2 separate regions of the Mus musculus genome follow, and region 2 is linked to region 1. Evidence: chromatin contacts called from public HiChIP or PLAC-seq data. All regions are on one chromosome and are shown on one strand. Each heading gives the region's core, a stretch centred on a gene start, on an enhancer-like site or on the middle of the called end of the contact. The rest is flanking DNA. Distances are from core to core; before and after follow the strand shown.

What was found. HiChIP or PLAC-seq counts read pairs in DNA pulled down with a chosen protein or histone mark.
Region 2: an H3K4me3 HiChIP or PLAC-seq map of embryonic stem cells shows a contact between it and region 1, with 3 times the contacts expected there. The contact joins the promoter of Lrrc4b here to the promoter of Shank1 in region 1. A contact is called at or near these places in 3 of 39 promoter capture datasets (embryonic stem cells, hippocampal neurons and stem cell-derived epiblast-like cells), 3 of 484 Hi-C or Micro-C datasets (all in embryonic stem cells) and 7 of 115 datasets of contacts at active chromatin or transcription factors (bone marrow-derived macrophages, double positive thymocytes, embryonic hindbrain and 2 more).

The regions. Positions count from the first base shown.
Region 1 is chr7:44,307,075-44,312,638 of GRCm38.p6, forward strand. It overlaps Shank1 (SH3 and multiple ankyrin repeat domains 1), which reads left to right and starts at 3,190. Exons shown (of 25, transcript NM_001034115.1): 1 at 3,190-3,222.
Region 2 is chr7:44,440,803-44,446,222 of GRCm38.p6, forward strand. Lrrc4b (leucine rich repeat containing 4B) reads left to right here and starts at 1,685. Exons shown (of 3, transcript NM_198250.1): 1 at 1,685-1,729; 2 at 4,073-4,410. The coding sequence starts at 4,108.

The DNA.
Region 1 (5,564 bases), core at 1,940-4,439:
TTTCCAGACCTCTGCTTCTGCCCTCTTTCCTCCCTTTTGCAAGTACAAGCACTTATATGGATAAAAGGAAGATGGGGAAAGTTTTCCAGGGCATCCTTGGTACTGGTAGGCCTCAGCCTTGGTCCAGGAGTCTTCTCAGAACAAAGCAGGCTATGATAGGATGCCAGCTTTGGACTGTTCACTTCTCTCTGTCTTGGCCATTCCTGAGGAGGGGGCACACTGCAGAGAGTATGCTAAGGTTGCTATTATCCTGTGGTCACCGCTGACCACACAGCCTAATGAAGGGGACTCTTCTAACATTCTCAGGCTCCGGGGCTCTCCCATCCTCTACCCAGATGGCCTGTCCTGGCCCTACCAGCCCTTGTATGTGGTGCCTGCTTGTGGGGATATGTGTGAACAGCATGCATGTGTGCTGCTTAAAAGGTGTAACTACAAGATTCTCCTGCAGGCCAGGCCCTGAGCAGGTTGATGCTGGGGTGGGAGGGGTGGTAGTGAGCCCAGTGGTTCCCCCATCAAGGGAGGAGAAGGGTTGACAGTCAGAGCAGGTATCTCCAGTATGTATACTAACCAAGCACTGGCCGTGAGTAGAGAACCCTCTGCAAGCTGCCTTATCCCAGCCTAGACCACTGCAGTGGCCTCCCCTTACTCTCCCTCCTTCTACAGAGCCCCTCCAATCTGGGCTGCTTGCCTGCCGCAGCCAGAGCAATCCTTCCAAACCATAAATCAGATCACATTACTCCCCACGCCCCTGCCTCCTCACCTTCCCATCAGAAGCAGGAGAGAAGCCAAACCGCGGTCTCCTCGGTCCTCAGTGCAGCCTGCAGGGCTGGGGCCTGGGAGAGAACCGTTTTTTCTGCAGTCTCACCTCATCTCCCCTCACCCTCCATCACCACTCTGTCCTTCCTAGCCTTTTCCTCCTTCTGCAAACTCTTCCCTCAGCTCTTTCTCATTACTGAAGCCTCAGCTCTGCCCACCATGTGAGATGCTTTCTCAAAATGCCCCCTTTTCTTCTAGGTATGGTCCAACCAGTATGGGCTTGTTTATTTACATCTGTCTCTTGCAGACCAAGGCATAGATTTTGGGGCTACTTCTGTATCCCCAAATCAAAGCAGGACTTCCTAGCACCTAGTTGGTACTCAGTTAAACTGATGAATAAGACCAATGTTACAGCAGCTTGGTAAAAGGCCTTAAAAATCAGACTTTTGTGTTTAGGTTGCACCGGAGTTCTCAAGGTGTCTGCCTGAGTGCAGGCGCTGAGGGCAGTGGAAGGTTCCAATGCCAGGAGAGTAGATGGCCATGCCTTACCCACACCATGCCAGGCTCATGAGTCCTGCAGAGCTTTAGTCCCGCAGGTCCTGCCAATTCATGAGCCAAAGATCTAGGGGCCCAGGGTTTGCAAGGAAAAAGCAAAGAAGCTCAGAGAGGAGACATGGCAGCCGTATGGAGGTCACAGGTGTGGCATCATGTACCAAGGCTGCTGGCTCCAAGCAGGTACCTCACATCTGCCCTCAGCTGCTGTGAGTCCCATGAGGGGCCTTGTAAAGGAACACACCAGTTTTCAAGAAAGCCTAGTACGCAGAGGGCAGAGTGACCTTGGGCAGCCAACTGATTCTCGGAGCCTCTCGGATGCTCATCTGTAGCACGGAGGTCTCTCTTCGGAAGCTGGAGACCTCCATATAATGCAGAGGGGCTTTGTAAACTGCAGAATGCCTCATAGCCGCTCAGTGTATGTACCAGCACCAGCAGCTGTTCTCCATGGGCGCAGCTGCTCGGCACCTGGGTGGGTGCATCAAGATGAGGGCCTCTCTAAGCTGGGTACCAACTCCAGTTTATCCCAGGATGCCCCAGAGAAGCTGCAGCTGAAGACAAACTCAGAAACTATCTAGAACAACCCTCTGTAGGAGCTGGTGTTCCCTAGTGGCCCTGGGGACGCTGCTGGGCAAAGTGGAAGTCATGGCTGAAGAGGGCTGAAATATGCTGAATGAATCTGCCTTCCTCTGTGAATGTACCAGGTAGGAGAAAGCTGACTACCTGCACACAATTAGCTTTGTGTGTCCATGTGTGTGAAATTGGAGGCGTTATAGAATGCAGAAGGGTATACATCTTCAGGTATGTTCTTTGAAACACCATAGCAGGCCTGTGGAGAAGATGGAGACAGCCTTCTGTGTTCTTCACCCTTGATACCACCTCTTTATAGCTGGGTGGCCTGGGCCAAATTACTTAGCCTTTCTGTGTGCTTTGACAGGAAAGAAGTCACTGAACCTGGCACCTATAGTATACTCAAGGATAGCTGGGGGGGTGGGAGGTGTGCTGTGGGCAGGGTGTACAGGCAAACAGGCAAAAACACCTGTGATGACCAGTGGAGTGGGTGAGCTGGCTCGGACAGCACACAGGTCTGTCTACCGTGCTTCTTGTAGGTAGATCTAAGTATGTAGTTGGAGTATGGTGTAGGTCAATCTTGCAGGGTGCTGTCGGTATGCTGTGGCACAGGGGTGTGACATTGTGCATGAAGCTGGGTGTGTGTCTCTGGTTGTGTGTACTGGGCAAGCATGCCCTAAGGAGTAGGTAGCTGTGGGTATGCTTGGTTTACAGGACCAGCTTGGGGGAAGGGGTATGTGCCTCAGGTACTTCCATGTATGTGAGCTCATATGGAAAGTTGTGTGCATGTGGGGAGGGGTATGTGTGTGTGTGTCGGGGTGGAGGGGTGAAGGTACACACATTTGGGGGTACAGGACCAGAATCTATAACCCACAGTATTCGATTTGGGAACATACAGACTCTACAAATACAAATAGCACCCCACCATGTGTAGAAAGGGTGGGGAGCAATCTGGAGGAGGGGCTCCCCTAGGAAGAGCAGGATCCCACTAGGGGTACATGGGGGTGAGCAGGGGTGGAGTCTGGGTTTGAGGATGGGGCAGTGGAGATGAAGGGTGGAGGAGGGCGAGGGGGGGGGTGGAGCCGCGCGTGTGTTGGGGGGAGAATGGGCGAGGTTTGGGGGCTCAGGGAGGGGCGATATCTCTCTGCGGGCTCCCGGAGGGAGGGGAGAGGGCGGAGGGAGGGGAGGGAGGGAGAGAGAGGAGAGCGAGAGAGAGAGAGAGAGAGAGAGAGAGAGAGAGAGAGAGAGAGAGAGACCGGGTGAGGGAGAGACAGCGAGTGCGAAAGAGAGCGAGCCGGGTGGCAGTGGAGGCGCCGACCGGGACTCAGCAGCCCCGCCAGGCAGGTAAGGGCACGGGACACTACAGGGTGGTTCTGGGGTAGGGTGCAATTGCGAGAACTGGGGTTGCGGGAGAGGGCGGAGGCGCCCCGGATGTCCTTGGCCTGGCGCCGGCTCCGGCCTGGGTGTACATTTAGGGTGTGTGTATGGGGGGGTGAGGGTGTGGAAGGTAGCATGGCCCCTAAGGGTGACATCAAATTGGGTTGCGACCTGGTCCCGAGTGCCCCGTCCCAGATCGTATCCTTGCTAGGAGGGTGTGCCCCATCCCCCACGTGCTGCGCCCCCTAAGCCGAACTGGTCTCGGAGGCTCTCCGGGGCCAAGACTGGGTCTTGGTCCCCGCCTCCCAACCCGGCTCGGCCACTCCCCCGCCTCGCCCACCCCAGCACACCTGGGCCCCTCCCCTAGGTCACCCTGGTCTCCAACCACTCCAACCCAGGGTCTGGGCCAGAGCCTCCTACGACGCCTGGACCCGGCGCCCCTTCCAGGCGTCTGTAGTTCCTTTCCACCCGCGCCTCGCGTGCCCATCGCGCCTCAGGTTCCTTCTCCGCAGGCCGGCGCGCCCCCTCTGCTCCCGCCCCCAGTCCCAGCTCCCTCTCCCGACCCAGGGCTATTCTTTCACCAACCTCCCTGCTCCCGCCTTCCTCCACCTCCATTCATTCTCCCCGGGCCCGGCTCCTGGCCACGCCAGCCGTCCCCTGTCCCCCCGCAGCCTCTCAGGGCACCCCCTCTCTCCCCTTAGCCACCCCCCCCCCTCGCCGATTCCTCAGCCCGTCTCGGTACCAGCTGCGTGCCAGCTATTCTTAGCCGCCGAGCTTTTGATTCATGCCGCCCCGGCGGAGTGTGCCCGCTCCCTCCCTCGAGGCCGGAGGGGGAGGGGCCCCGAGCTGTCCTGGGTGTTGGGGCAGTGGAGCCCGCGCTATAGGGGACCTAGCCTTTGCTGACCTTTTATCCCACCTGCCACCCCTTTCCTGCAGAGCTGGGGCTGCAAAGGGGATGTCAGCCAGGGTCAGCCGAGGGGGAGTGGCTGAGGTCACACTGCCAGGCGGGATGTGGTGTAGGGCGGTCAGCAGACTGAGCTGGAGGCCCGGGTCTCCTCCCCAGCCCAGCGGGTTGAGCCACAAGGCAGGGTACCTGGGATGGGGTGCTTCAGAGCTCGGTCCCCGCGAGGGGGAGGGTTCCTCAGCCCGTGGTTAGACGCCTGCTCGCCTACAGTTCTTGGAACTCTCTTCCTTAAACATTTCGTCTTTCCTTCCCCAACCCTCCCTCCCCCCAGCCCATCCCCACTCCCCCAAAGTCAGCAGTACCCTCCACTGCTTCCCATCTCCATGGCAACGGTGCAGGAGCCGGGCCTGGTGTGGGGTGGGAGGGACCAGACCAGACATTCTGCTTTCCGGTTCTAGAGTGGGGAGTAGGGGGTGGCAAACAGGAGAGAAGAGGACCGCATTTGGAATGGAGCCACCCCTCAGTAGGCCACTTTGAGAGGGACGACCCTCCCCATCTCCTGGTCCCCATATTGTTGCAGCTCACTTCTTAGCTTCCTCCCCAGACACCCCACCCAATCCAAATTCTCCTCGGTGGAGCCTCCAGTACCAAGCAGTGCCAGCCCACCCACCCTGCTGTGCCATTCCTGAAACACCCACAGGTCACCTGCAGCTGCCCACACCCACCCAGGCCACCACAGCTTGTCACCTGGACTTTCCAGCCAGAGCCAGGGCCAGCCTCCCTATCCACCCACACATCCTCTTCACACGCCCCAGTAACCTCTCATCATGGGTCTCTTGGGCCCAGCTCAGGGGAACTTCTCTTTTCTGTTCATCCACCCCCACTCGTGTCCCTCCATCCCCTACAGGGACAGCTCATTCCCCAGCAGCAGCCCTCTAAACATGTGGTCAGCCACACTTCAGTGAAGTCACCAGCTCTCGGGCACCTCCTGCTGCCCCAGGCTCAAAACTCACACCTCCATCTCACCTTTACTATAAAAGTCAGTCTCCACCTCCCTGGGGTGAAGGGGCCAGGCTCCGGCCAGGAGGGCAGGATGCCGGGGTGGATTGGTCCACCTGTCTGTCCTTAGCTAATTTTAGCTTCATTTTTTTGTAGTTTGACAAAGTGGGCCACTAGCTCCCGCGGTGATTCTGTGATTTCTAGGACACACTGGGTCAGCCACAAAGTGGAGCGCAGGGGGGTGGGGGGCTGCAAGCAGGGCCAAGGACAGGGAGGAGAAAGGTGCCAGGAAGGCTGCAGAGGTGGTGCAAACTTGTCTGTGCAGGGGGCTGAGGGCATGTCTAGTCTCCCTTGGCTGCCCCTGTGTCTGTCCACTGGTACTGGTGGCCTCTGAGTGGCTCAACAG
Region 2 (5,420 bases), core at 435-2,934, 130 kb after region 1:
GTGGAAAAGGGAGGGGTGATAGATGGGCAGATATAAAGAGGTAGAAGGATGGATGGATGGATGGATGGATGGATGGATGGATGAATACATAAAGGGATGGGTAGAGACATAAATGAGTGAAGATAAATCAATAAATGGATGGCTGATGCATGGATAAAGAATGGAGAGATGGCTAACGGGATGGATGAATAGGTATGTAGATAAGGGAATTTATGAATGGATGAATGGATGGACGGGTAGCAGAAGAGATGGATGCATGGATAAAGGGTTGGATGGACAAGGAAAGAAATAGGTAAATGGAAGGATAGATATATAGATAAGAGGATGGATAGATGGGTAGAGGGTGGATACATAGATGGACAGATGGATGGATGGATGTTGGATGGAGGAGTGGGTTGATAGGTGGATATATAGATGACTGTATGGGTATATGGATAGATAGATGAATGGCTGTATGGACAGATAGAAGGAAGCATGGATAGATGAAGGGACACATGAAGTGAATAGCAAAGTGTAGCTTCACAGCCTGTTCTGCAGAGGGCACCAGGAGGTGGGTATTAGTCTGTGGCTGGGGGGGGGTTGGCATCAGGGGTAGCTTTCTTTGTGGCAAGAATGAGTGCTGGTCTCAGCTGAAAGGTTGATGGTGACATGGGCCTAAGTTGGCTGGCATAGGTTGACTGGAATACTGGAATGGGGTTGAATCAGCAGCTGCATGAGGTAGTGGGGGGACCTAGAGCAGATGCAGGAGCGCCAGGGTGGACCCTGAGGATGTAGGAGGGATGTCTTGGTCCAGCGGCATGGAGTCCATGCTGCCCAGCCTGGTTCTGCAGCCGAGGCTGCTGTGTGTGTGTGTGTGTGTGTGTGTGTGTGTGTGTGTGTGTGTGTGTGTGTGTGCCTGCCATGAGGCTCTAGCTTGGCACAGTCCAAACCCCTCTCCCCTGGCAGCACAGCCGACAACCTTCCTCCCCCGCTTCCCCCGACCTTCCCTGACTGCCCAGAACCAACGGGTTAATTAGATAACGGAGCCTTTGATTAGCGGGGGAGGGGGAGGCCACCCCCTGGCCGAGCTAGCTGGGAGGGGGGAGTTGAGTGAGGGTGGAGGGAAGGAGGAAGGGAGCGCCCTCCCCGCTGGAAGGAGAGAAAGAAGGAGGGAGGGGGCGGGGAGGGAGCGAGCTGGGCTCTGCACTGCCGTGTGACTAGAAATTGTAATCGCAGAGAAAGGGAGCAAGGCAGAGCTGGGAGAGAGACAAGGAGGCAGGCCCCAGGACAGACAGACGGACAGTGGGAACCTGACTGAGCCAGGCTCCCAGCAATGACAGACTGACAGGGACAGTGGAGGAGGAGGACAGACCGACAAGAGGTCTGGGGGTCCTCGGGGAGACAAGACAGAGTCGGGGAGCTGGGGAGAGGGGCAGAGGCTGTGTCTGTGAGTGAAGAGAAAGGAAGCTGGTGTTGGGGGGAGTAAAGTGGGGGACACAGGACCACAGGAGGCAAGGGCTTGCTCGTGTGGTGGCCAAGAGAAAAAGGCCAGGCTCCCCTAGAGGGTGGGGAGGGCGACAGACGGGGGGGGGTGCAGGGAGACCCAAGAAGCCCCTGCGCCCCCCCCCTCAGCACAAGCTCAACGGGAAGCAGTAGGAAGCTGGGGTGGCAGGGCCCCGGGCAACTGCAGGCATGTGGAGGGGGGGGCCTGGGGCACAGAGAGAAGGCCATCGGAAGCCAAGCCGCCAGGGTGAGTGTCCCTCAGAGTGTGTGCTCTGGGAGCGGGGAGACAAGGACAAGGAGATGGTGGTGGCAGGAGAGGCGGGAGGGGAGGGAGGGGAGCTGCTACTGCAGAAGCCTCGACGGGGTGTGCACTGGCAGCCTTGGTGGGGGAGGAGACCCGGGCGCTGGCCTGGGGGATGGTGGGCTCGGTGAGCACAGACCCTTGGCTGGTCGTTGCCAGAGTATCAGGAAGTGGGGATCGTGGAGCCGAGTGGACTGAGGAGAAAGCTCCCTGGCCACATGTGTGGGAACAAAGGCCCCCGGCCCCTGCCGAGGCAAGCTAGTGAAGGCAGCGTGTGGTGGCCAGCCCTGAGGCGGTGGGGGGGTGGGGGGGTTCTGCCTCTCTGTCTTTCTGTCTATCTCTCGGTCTCTCGTGCCTCCGCTTCTCTGATCCTGTCAGTCTCTGCTCCTGGGTCCATCTCTCCATCTCCGTCTTTTTGTCTATTTCTCTGTTTCTGCCTCTCTGTCACGGTCTCTGTCCCTTGGCCTCTGTCTATCTCTGTGCCGGTTTTTGTCTTTGTCTTTTCCCCCCCTTTTCTATCTTTGTCTCTGTTTCCGTGCCTCTCACCATCTCTGTCATTTTCTCTTGGTCTGTCTCTCTGTCTCCATCTCTGTTTCTTTTTATCTCTGTCTCCATCTCTGTCTCCATTTCCAGCCCTGCCTTCACACACTTGCTCCAATACACGGCGGCGGCACACATATTTCTATCTGGGTTAAAATCTTGGAGGCTACAGGAGTGTGTGTGTGTGTGTGTGTGTGTGTGTGTGTGTGTGTGTGTGTGTGTGCTTGCTCGCGCGCTCGCGTGCTTGCGCGCTCATGCGCACCTGCATGGGGGGCAGGCAGCCCTGTGTCCATGGATTAGAGAGGCCGTGTGTGAGGGTGTGTCTGTCTCTGCTGTTTGTGTGAGTGGGTGGGTGATCATGTTTATGGGGACCCCTCTCCCCCTACTGCCCCCCCGTTTCAGGGGATTCTATGTGTGTGAGCACTCAGGGGTGCCATGTGGAGGGACCATTGGGAGCCAGAGGGTAAGTCCTGAGGCCAGACCCCCTCTGCCACCCAGTGGGCCTTGACAAGGCACAAAATCCAGCAGCTTCCGCCCTCCACAGGCAGGAGCGGCTGATGCATAGGAAGGGCGCCTGCTGTGCTGGCTGCAGTCACTGCCCTATCTGCGCGCCATTTGGTTAGCCTGAGTCCCTCCCCCCGGGACTCAGGAAAACAGGGGATAGGATGGGGGGGGGTGTACAATGACCCTGAATTCCTGCATCCCAGACACAGACATGGGGGTCCCTACTGCTCCATCCCCACTCCATCAGCTCCTCAGCCCTGTCCTGCGACAGCCGCTGGCACAGGTCCCGCCACAGGCTGTGTTCCCTTGGAGCACCTGCAATCTTGAGGCCCATGGGCACTGCTATAGTCTCCAACAGGGCCACCACAGGGTGGGGGCACCCCAACAGCCTCCCACCTCCTGCCAGAAACCCAGCTACCTCCTGTCCCCTCTCGATTACCTCTCCTCCAAGTCTAGGACAGGACAGGGCCTGAGTGGAGTGAGGGATGACCCCAGGGTGGGCAGGAGGGCATACAGAGATGGGCCTTCATGTCTGGTTCTGGTGCCCGTACACCTGGACAGAGACCTGCAGGGAGGGATGGAGGGATGGGACGCTGCCTCCCAGGGGACCTGCAACCCGCTTGGTGTGTGATAGGAGTTGATCAGTGTTGCTTTTCACCCCGGCAGAGCCTTTGCCTCATTGTCTGTCTGTCTGTCCCTCTATCTCTACATACTTACCTGTCTAACTGAACTCAATGCAATGACACAACTTAAAAAAAATTTTTTTAACAAACAGTTCTAGGGGTGGAAACAAAGGCCTTGAGCATCCTGGGAATGTGCCCCACCGCCCAGCCACATGTTGACTTTTTAGTTTTGAACGAGGTCTCACTGCATTGCCCAGGTTGGCTCTGGATGTACTCTCTCTAGCCCAGGCCAGTCTGCAACTTTCAATGCTCCTGCCTCGACATCTTGAGCAACTACAAGGGCAGTCCTGCGACCCCAGGCCTGGCAGGACCTAAGTTTGAATCTAGCTGACGTTGCCATTTACTAACCAAGTGACCTTGGGCACAAATGTCCTCTCTCTTGCCTCATTTATCCTTTCTGCAGAATGGCCCAGAGGAGGATGAGGTCTGGCACAGGAAGGCCAAGTCCCTGTAACTTTGGTTCTGAGCAGGGGTAGGGACTTCTGGTGGAACTGAGCCTGATGAAGCTCAGGCAGCCTGAGTCCCTGTTGCTTACTGACCAACACCCTCTCTTCTCCCACAGCCCCCCAGCGTGCCCTCGGAGTATGAACATTGAGGATGGCGCAGGCCCACATCCGCGGCTCCCCGTGCCCCTTGCTGCCGCCTGGTAGGATGTCCTGGCCCCACGGGGCTCTCTTGCTCCTGTGGCTCTTCTCCCCACCCCTGAGGGCTGGTGGGGGCGGTGTGGCCGTGACCTCAGCCGCTGGAGGAGGCTCCCCGCCAGCCACCTCCTGCCCAGCCGCCTGCTCCTGCAGCAACCAGGCCAGCCGGGTGATCTGCACGCGGAGGGAGCTGGCCGAGGTGCCAGCCAGCATCCCTGTCAACACCCGCTACCTGAACCTGCAAGAGAACAGCATCCAGGTGAGCCCGCCTCCGCCGCTGATTGGCCCGTGGGTCAAGGCACAAAGGGTGCAAGCCTCTGCCTCCCTCCTCATCCCTCTCATCCTGGAGTTCCTGGTGTCTGCGCACGGATTCACGTCCTCGCCCCGCCCACCTTTGCGATATATTTCCATGTAGGCTGTGTACGTTTTCCTGGGGTGCCTGTCACACCCCCACACCACAGTACAGGGTGCCTTGAGGTAGCCAGGAGAGGCCCTTCCACTTCACCATCGCTTGTGTTGGCCTGACCTGGCATCTCCAGAAAACCTCAATGTCTTCTTCTAGTGGGGGCTGGTTTCCTTCCGGTCCTGGAGAACTGGCTGGGTGAATGATGGGGGCCAAGGGGCTCAGGGTTTAGGGTTGGTACTGGCAGAGTGGTGAGTGGAGGCTGCAGGTGACTTTAGCTGCCTTTTGGCTGGTGTACAACCTTCCCCGTGCGGTGGGGCTAGGGGCTGTGCTGGTGGCAGAGTGAGCTGTTGGGAGCCGCCTCCCACCTCTGCGCTGTGACATTTGGAACAGGTCTTTCTACAGCGGGGAGGCTGAGGTGGGGCTGTCCTGAGTGCTGCAGATTGCTCAGCAGCGCCCCAGCCAGCCATCAGCTGTCTGCAGACCCAGTGTCTGTGAGCAGACATGGTGCTCACCCCCATGAGGATTTTGTTGTTGGTTGGTTGGTTCTTGGGTTTTGTTTTGCTTTTCTATCTATGCATCTATGCATTTATCTATCTGTCTGAGATAGGATCAGCGACTCACTTTGTATCCCTGACTGGTTTGGAACTCTTTCCATAGGCAGCTCAGGCTGCCCTTAAGCGTGCTCTGTAGCCCAGGTTGCCCCCCAACTTGCAGTGATGCTCTTGCTCTAGTCTCCTGTGTATAGGGATTACAGTTGTGAATCACAGCACTGGCTGAAGGCCACTGTTTAAAAGGCATCGAGTCAATTCCAAGTCCTCGTGTAGACTACCTTGTACCCGTTTAATACACGTAGGAGAGAGGAG